Regions from separate parts of the Rattus norvegicus genome. Here region 1 is linked to region 2. The links are chromatin contacts, called in public Hi-C maps. All regions are on one chromosome and are shown on one strand. The core of a region is the stretch at or near the end of the contact, and the rest is flanking DNA. Distances in the headings are between cores, read along the strand shown.

Region 1 (3,870 bases), core at 292-2,791, 370 kb before region 2:
GCTTTTCTTCCTTCCTTTCTTCCTTCCTTTCTTCCTTTCTTTCTTTCTTCCTTTCTTTCCTTCTTTCCTTCTTTCTTTCTTCTTTTTGATGGTAGTGGCTCTCAGACAGTGCTCCCTCTGGAAGCCTGTGTTCAGGCCTCCAGGCCCAGTCTTCTCAGATCAAATACTCACCGGCATGTCAGCCATATGCAGATTGAAGTAGGTGACTAGATTGCTTCCTCAACTTGAAATGAGTTTTCCCACCATCAATATTTCTTAACTCAGTCTCACTTGCTACCAGTTGTCCTGAGCTGGTGCACAGAAAGCCAGCAAACGACAATCAAAAGTACTAATGTGTGAGAAAACCCAAGGCTGGGAAAAAGCCCCTTTTAGCTCACTTTTGAAAATATTCCTTTATTTTATGTGTGTCACTGCTTTGCATGAATATATATATATATGTATATATATGTATATATGCATCTGAAGGTCAGAAGAGAGCATCAAGTCTCCTGGAGCTGGAGGTTTGGATGGTTGTGAACTAACATGTGGGTGCTGGGAATCTAATTCAGGTCCGATGAAAGAGCAGCCAGTGCATTTAACCACCCACCAAGCTATTTCTCCAGTCTCTGGCGCTTTCTTTTTTAAATATACAGTTATTTTAATGGACTTTTGATTTCAGTCATGTAAAAATAGCATTCATTCTGTTGACATTGTTTTAATTCAGATGTTAGCAGTAAAGATGCCATTACCTGGTTTTCTTCAAAGTCTCTTTTGCAGGAGAAAGAGGAGAGAAGAGGAGAGGAGAGGAGAGGGGAGGGGAGGGGAGGGGAGGGGAGGGGAGGGGAGGGGAGGGGAGGGGAGGGGAGGGGAGGAGAGAGAGAGAGAGAGAGAGAGAGAGAGAGAGAGAGAGAGAGAGAGAGAGAGAGAGAGAGAGAGAGAGAGAATGAATCCCTAAATGCTCCGTTCCACTGCGAGGACCACCGGCTGGGCAGCCTCTGCTTTTTTCTTCATCTACATGGGCGCCCCCTGCTGCCCATCCCGCATTCTTGACCCTCCAATGCCAGGAGCAGGGTACCACAAAGTCTTCCGGAGGTTGCAGTCCTAAAGAAAACCTTCCTTCCGACTAATAGAGATAATCACTTTCCAATGGACAGCTTGCCCTACCTGGGATAGCCTTTTCTGGGACCGGACCTAGTGTTCAAATTCAACTCCTGCAGACAGTATCCAAACAAACTCGGGTAAAACACTTCTAAACTGTTATTACTCGAATCCTTTTCGGCCGCTAGAAGGAAAGGGCCGTTCTTCCCTCACCTTGCTGAGCTCTTTGTCTTCTCCTGGGACTGGGGAGCCGGAACCCTTGTCCACTCGACCCACAGTCCCAATCTTTGGATGCGGAGGGTGGCGGCTCATTCTCCGGCTCATCTCAAGCTTTCCCCAATTAGGATTTGCTGCCTGACGTCACGTCTGCCGCAGATTGGCTGTTCAGATCTGACACAGGGCTCCACCGGGGAGAAGAAACTTTTAAAAGACTTTGCAGCCGGGGCTGCCTCTGAGCGTCCAGCGCTCACGGTCGTCCTCGCCCACCCTCGCGGGGTCGGCGCCCATAGCACCTCAGCAGCACCCGGCGACACCCCGGCTGAGCCAGGGGACCCTCACCTTGAGCAGCCCGCGCCCCTCCCCTCCTCTCCACCCCAGCTCCCGCCCCCTGCTCGCCTCCGCTCCCGGCTGGGGTCCGCTGCCGCTCAGCCGCCCGCAAAGCTCCCTCCCTGCGGCCACCCAGTTGGCCTCCACCCCGCGGCGCACAGGCTCTCCGCGGAGTCCTCGGGGATACCGAGGGAGTGCGCCGGGGCAGGGCGAGTCGCACGGCCGGAGACTGCCCGCGATGGCGGGAGCCTGGCTCAGGTGGGGACTCCTGCTCTGGGCAGGGCTGCTAGCGTGGTCTGCGCACGGCCGGGTGCGGAGGATCACGTACGTGGTGCGCCCGGGCCCGGGACTGCCGGCCGGAACCCTGCCTCTGGCTGGGCCCCCGCGGACCTTCAACGTCGCACTGGACGCCAGGTACAGCCGGAGCTCAACAGCCACCTCCAGCCGCTCCTTGGCCGGGCCCCCAGCCGAGCGGACCCGGCGCACCAGCCAGCCTGGCGGCGCGGCCCTGCCCGGGCTCCGATCTCCGCTGCCACCCGAGCCCGCGCGTCCGGGGGCGCCCAGCCGGCAGCTCCACTCAAAGGCCGGTGCTCAGACCGCGGTCACTCGCTTCGCCAAACATGGCAGGCAAGTCGTGCGCTCCAAAGTGCAGCAGGACACGCAGAGCTCCGGGGGCTCCAGACTGCAGGTTCAGCAGAAGCAGCAGCTGCAGGGGTAAGCCCACGCTCCGCCTGCCCCGCGCGCTGGGACCCGGCGGGGCCAGTGCACCGTCTCCTCCCCGCCGGGGGCGCTGCGGGAAGGGGTGGGCGCGGGGGAAGCCCGCTCACTTTTTTACTGGTGTTTAACTCCGAGTGCATTGTTACCGAGCTGCAGGGAAACACAAAAGGCATTTATTTCTTTCCCGGGGCGTAACCTCCTGTGCGCAAACCCTTCAGCTCTTAGACTATGGGCGTAAACATGAAGTCACTACAGCTTAATCCCAAGGCATCAATTAAACTTCTTGCAACTCGGTTTTTTATTTTGGTTTACCTAATGAAAAAGGGATTGTGAGTGAAAGCTGGCTCTAAAGCTCTAAAGCTCTCCTTGAGCATCCCAGAAATTGTAGACTTGGGTTTCCTGGCACCTGTGGGTCCTAAATTGGTAAGAGGTTGGGATGAGATTCCACATGGACCGCAGTAGGGGTTGGAAAGTTTGTTATTCGGTGCTGCTAAATATCCCTACTGCACGCCTTTCTCCCCATTAATCACAAGTTGGGATGGGGGCGACTTAATTTGGACATTTGGCTTCTTCCCCCAACTCCCAGGGATGGATCCTCAGGGTGATCTCACTCTTTTGGCGGGGGGGGGGGGGATGGGGGGTGCGTCAGTGAAGCAAAGTGGGCCTAGAGAATATGAAGAATACTTTTGACTGTTTTAATTTGGAGTTTGAGACAACCATTTGTTTGGATTTTAAGTCTCCATGCCTGTTCTGCAGATCCAGTGGTTCCTCCCTCCTTCCCAGATGAATGGTCCTAGACCCTTACAGCTGAGCAACTTTGGGCTGGGCATCCTGTGGGCACACTTTAGAGCTCTCTCTAATCTAGAGGAACGTGGAAGCAAGAGACTAACTTTTCAGGAACTCTCTGGAAGCTTGAGTTCACTGCTCTGGACTCAGGGGTCTCACTTTGTTTCAGGATCAATGTCTGTGGAGGGCAGTGCTGCCATGGGTGGAGTAAGGCCCCGGGCTCCCAGAGGTGCACCAAACGTAAGTCACAGCAACCTTGGACAATGGACCAGGTGGGGCTGTATGTGTGTGGGGAGTTGGGGGAGGGGAGGGTCAGGTTGGGGTTGGGGAGGTTCCTCAGAGGCCTCTTGAAGAGGCAGGCAGTTTCACCCCGGAAGGTGAAATCTGAAATACAGTACACCTGCAGCCTGTATAACCATCTAGGAAGGACTGGATTATGACATCCAAGATGCCTTGCGCTCAACCCTGGCGTTTATGACTGTCTCACTTGGGGAAAAAAAAATCCCACGTGACGGTAGGCTGTGCGCCAGAACCAATACGATTAATCTAATGGTATTTACACCAACAATTAAAAAGCATTCGTTGACGTGATGTCAGAAGAGGAATGGAAATTAGGGCACCCTTTCCCAGAGTAAGGCAGGAATAGTTGCACACTGGGCATCGAACTTAAGGCTACCCACGTGCTCAGCAAGCTCTCTACCAATGAGCGATTCATACATGTGCATCAGTACACACAGCCCTGCC
Region 2 (3,672 bases), core at 1,151-3,650:
GGGAAAGGCATTAATTTTTAGTTAATTCAATTATTGGAATCTGTCTTTCAAGCTACTTCATAAAGGTAACATTCTGGGTTAGAAATAACTTCAAGTCAGCGTAGCATGGAAAAGAAAATAATTTGAAATGCCACAAAAAGCAAACAGCTAAAGTAACAGACTGGAGAGGCCGAGTCAGGAGTGATAGCCACTTGGAACTAGGGAGGCTGAGTCGGAAGCAGTGGCCACTGAGAGCTGGGAAGGTCGGGTTCTGGGGTTGGACCTGGCCCATTGCTCGTGACTAGCTCATGGGGTTGTGGGGAGGGCAGAAAAACGTGTGATTACAGAAGACAGTGCTTTAGGCCCTGGAGAACAATGCCACAGGGAGACAAGAATGAAATCAGTATAGAGGAAAATGCAACCTGGCCTGGGTCTCCTCAGTGTGCTTCAGCTCCTCCTGTCTCCTTGTTCTTCTGCAGTGTTTTTCGCTTAAAAATAGTAATTAATAATTCCAAAAATTAAGACAACCAGTGAAGTTATATCTTCCTTTACCTGCCCTTGTCATATTTAAATCCCACTCCCTAAAGAGGCTCACTCTTGACCTTTGATCTTTGGGCCTCATCGGCTGTTTATTATACATCCATTTATTAAAGATTATGTTAGTCGCTGATGCATATTTAGAGTAATATTTAAAACCGAACTCAATACCACCGGTCTGAGCAACATTTGGTTTTTTGCTGTCTATGTGAATGCATCTGAAACCAGGTTCACCTCCTCAGCAATGGCATTTTAAAAGGCCACAAGCCACACTTTGTAGATTTTAACACCACCTCTCTTAAATGCATATTTAAGATAGTGGTTGGTGGTGTTTTAGGACGGAGGGGAGTTGGGCAGAACCTGTTCTGACTATGCAGCCTGCTTTATTTATCCCTGCTTCCTGCTTGCTATTCTAATTGTTCCTTCATAGCCTTTCTCAGCCCAGCCCTGACTTCTCCATTGTAAACAATGCTATAGTGAACCTTTGTGTACGGACTGATAGGACTTCCCAGGGACAAAACTCCCACAAGTCATAACACTGGGCCGGGGACCACATTCACTTTTATCTGACACCATTACTTCCACTAATGTGACGTTGGAAAATTTATACACAGGGTACTAGTCACCATGCCACCACAGACATGCTATAGCTTTGAAGTTGTTCTTTGACTCTGGGGAATGCTTTCACGTTGAGAATGGAGCCTTGGATAAAACACAAACTCTACTCCTAAACCACACATGAAGTCCCTAAAGAGTTCTTCCTATCATGTGGGTAAATATATATTATATATACATTTCCCTTGTTTCTGGGGATCTGAAGGTCTTACACTGACAGGTGACTTGTGTTTATCTTGTTGCTGCTTTTGGGTTTGTGTCTCCTTGCTCATTTGTAGGTGTGAGATGCGTAATTTGCTTGCAGCCCTCGCCCTTTGGACTACGCTGTGCTTGTAGGCATGGATGCTCTATGGGGAGTGCTTGTGGAGAGCCACATTTTATTCTGTCTCGAGCCTGATTCTGTAATGCTATATTTACTACCTGTGACTGGCGAGTCAAGCACTTTGGGTAATCATATGTAACTGACTGGGTTTTCAAAAGAGATATTCAAATCAGGACTGGAGAGGTAGATCAATGACCGAGAGAGAGCACTTGCTGATATTCCAGAGGACTCAGAGTTGGGTTTTCAGCACCATGTCAGGTGCTCACGACTATCTGTAACCCTAGGTCCAGAAGATCTGATACTCTTGCCTCTGCGGGCACCTTCACATACATCACACATGCACACGCACAGACATACACACTAGATTCAAGTCAAAGGTGTTTTCTACTGTAACTAAAACCGAAGGCTCTTATAAGATGTAGTTACCTGGGGCTGGGGATTTAGCTCAGTGGTAGAGCACTTACCTAGGAAGCGCAAGGCCCTGGGTTCGGTCCCCAGCTCCGAAAAAAAAGAACCAAAAAAAAAAAAAAAAGATGTAGTTACCTAACACCTGAACATGAATCGACCAATGTAGGAATAATTGTTATACACGTTTCTCTCCTACACTGCTGCTCCATAAAGACCAAGCCAGTGAGGCAGGAGTCTCATCTGAACTCCAGCCTGGGTTCTGAGGTTGTAGGGATGAGAGTACAGGATTCTGCATTTTGACGAGCCCTGGGAAACATGCCTCCTCTGTAGGTCCAACAGCGAATGAGGTCCTTGAGACACTAAGCAGCATCTGAGGATGCCCAAACCTGCTCCCATGATGAATGATAGTCACTAGCATTTCAGAGGAACCAAAGAATGTGTGAGCTTTTAAACTGCATGTTCAGAATTCTGTCTGAGCCCTTTAAACACACGATTTCTGCATGTCCAGACGATTGTGAAGGGCAGCATTGTCCTTTGTTCATTCAAACGCCGGATTAGCCCCAGCCTGCCAACACTGAACCTTCCAGTTTCTGAAGGAGGGCTGCACTGTTTTGGGGAACGATCCGTTACTGATGGAAACAGTGCTGGGAGAATTTGAAGAATACATCGCAGTGTCTGCCATCAGCTTTGAGCACTGAAGCGCAGTGTAAAATACAGCTCTGGCTCAGAACAGGCCTTCACACTTCTGGTCCAATAGGTCAAGGCATTAATTCCTGCTCAAGCAGCAAGTCTGGGAATACTGGCAGGTGGAGGCTGCAGGAGTGGCCATTCCATGTGGCTCTCAGACGTTAGATGCTGCCTTTTGTGTTGGTACTGCATGGGGGAGGAATGACGGGAGAGTGAAGATAGTAGAAGACCCTCACATGAGAAGAACTATGTTCTTGTGTAATTTTGTTCACCTTCGGGGGCCACTCTGGATTCGATGGCCGTCCCCAGCTAGTTAAAGGGGCCAAATGTCAGGCCCAGAGGAAAGCCCATGATTATTGGTGGTAAGGTGAAGGGGCTGTGTCAGTGGTGTGGTTGGCCTGTGCTAACAACCTCTGGCTTCTAGAACTCCACAGGCCTCCCTGCCTGTTCCCACCCTACCTCCTCCTCCTCCTCCTCTCACTTTCAAAACACCTTCTCTACCCGCTCTTAAAATGTCAGTAGCTGAGGTTCCTCTGGGAGAACCTCAATATTTGATCTGTTCGCCCTCACGTTAAGTGAGAGTCTGAAAGGCGAGGCTGTTAAGAAAACCAGTTCAAACCAAATAAGCCACATATCCATATTTCAGATGAGAGAGTGGGGCAGACATGGTTTGCACCCTGGGAAGCGTCCATGCCATGCTAGAAGGAACTCATAGTTATCAGAATGTGGGATCTTTGATTAGAAATTTCCTGCTTGGTTTTCATGGGTCTCAGTGCCAGGAATTGTTGAAAGGCATCTGGTTCTCCAGTTATCTTAGGTACACAGCCACTGCCTCCTGCTGGAAGAGATGTGGCTGAGGCTGAGGAGGGTAGCTTGCATTGTCAAGCCCTGCTCATGGGCAGAGTCAGATCTAAGCATCCTGCCTCTAGACTCTGTTGGAACTGGTTCTGTGTGGCCCGAGTCCTCACTCCCCAAGAACTCAAAGTGCATTCGAAATGCACAGTATTTTTTTTTAAAACATGAAAGTGACAAAGTGGAGAATTAAAGCTGAAACCTTTCCGTGCTCTCATGTGGTATGCTAATGCAGGCAGTGGGACATCGTTTTAGAGTTAGCACTTAGGCTT

Evidence for each region. A called contact is a pair of places that touch in the nucleus more often than the background predicts.
Region 1: a contact with region 2 is called in a Hi-C map of Schwann cells, with 5 times the contacts expected there. The contact joins the promoter of Ltbp1 here to the enhancer-like site in region 2. A contact is called at or near these places in 6 of 12 Hi-C or Micro-C datasets (the A7r5 cell line, the Rat2 cell line, Schwann cells and 3 more).

The regions. Positions count from the first base shown.
Region 1 is chr6:26,174,972-26,178,841 of GRCr8, reverse strand. It overlaps Ltbp1 (latent transforming growth factor beta binding protein 1), which reads left to right and starts at 1,541. Exons shown (of 34, transcript NM_021587.2): 1 at 1,541-2,337; 2 at 3,296-3,366. The coding sequence starts at 1,862.
Region 2 is chr6:25,804,594-25,808,265 of GRCr8, reverse strand. The region is part of intron 31 of Ltbp1 (latent transforming growth factor beta binding protein 1); the gene reads left to right. Among named protein-coding and RNA genes, the nearest start is that of Rasgrp3, 96 kb to the right of the region's middle. Within about 2 kb of position 2,400, at least 8 of the 93 cell types and tissues checked have an H3K27ac peak or open chromatin away from gene starts, as enhancers often do. A contact at or near this core is called in Schwann cells, where this site is marked.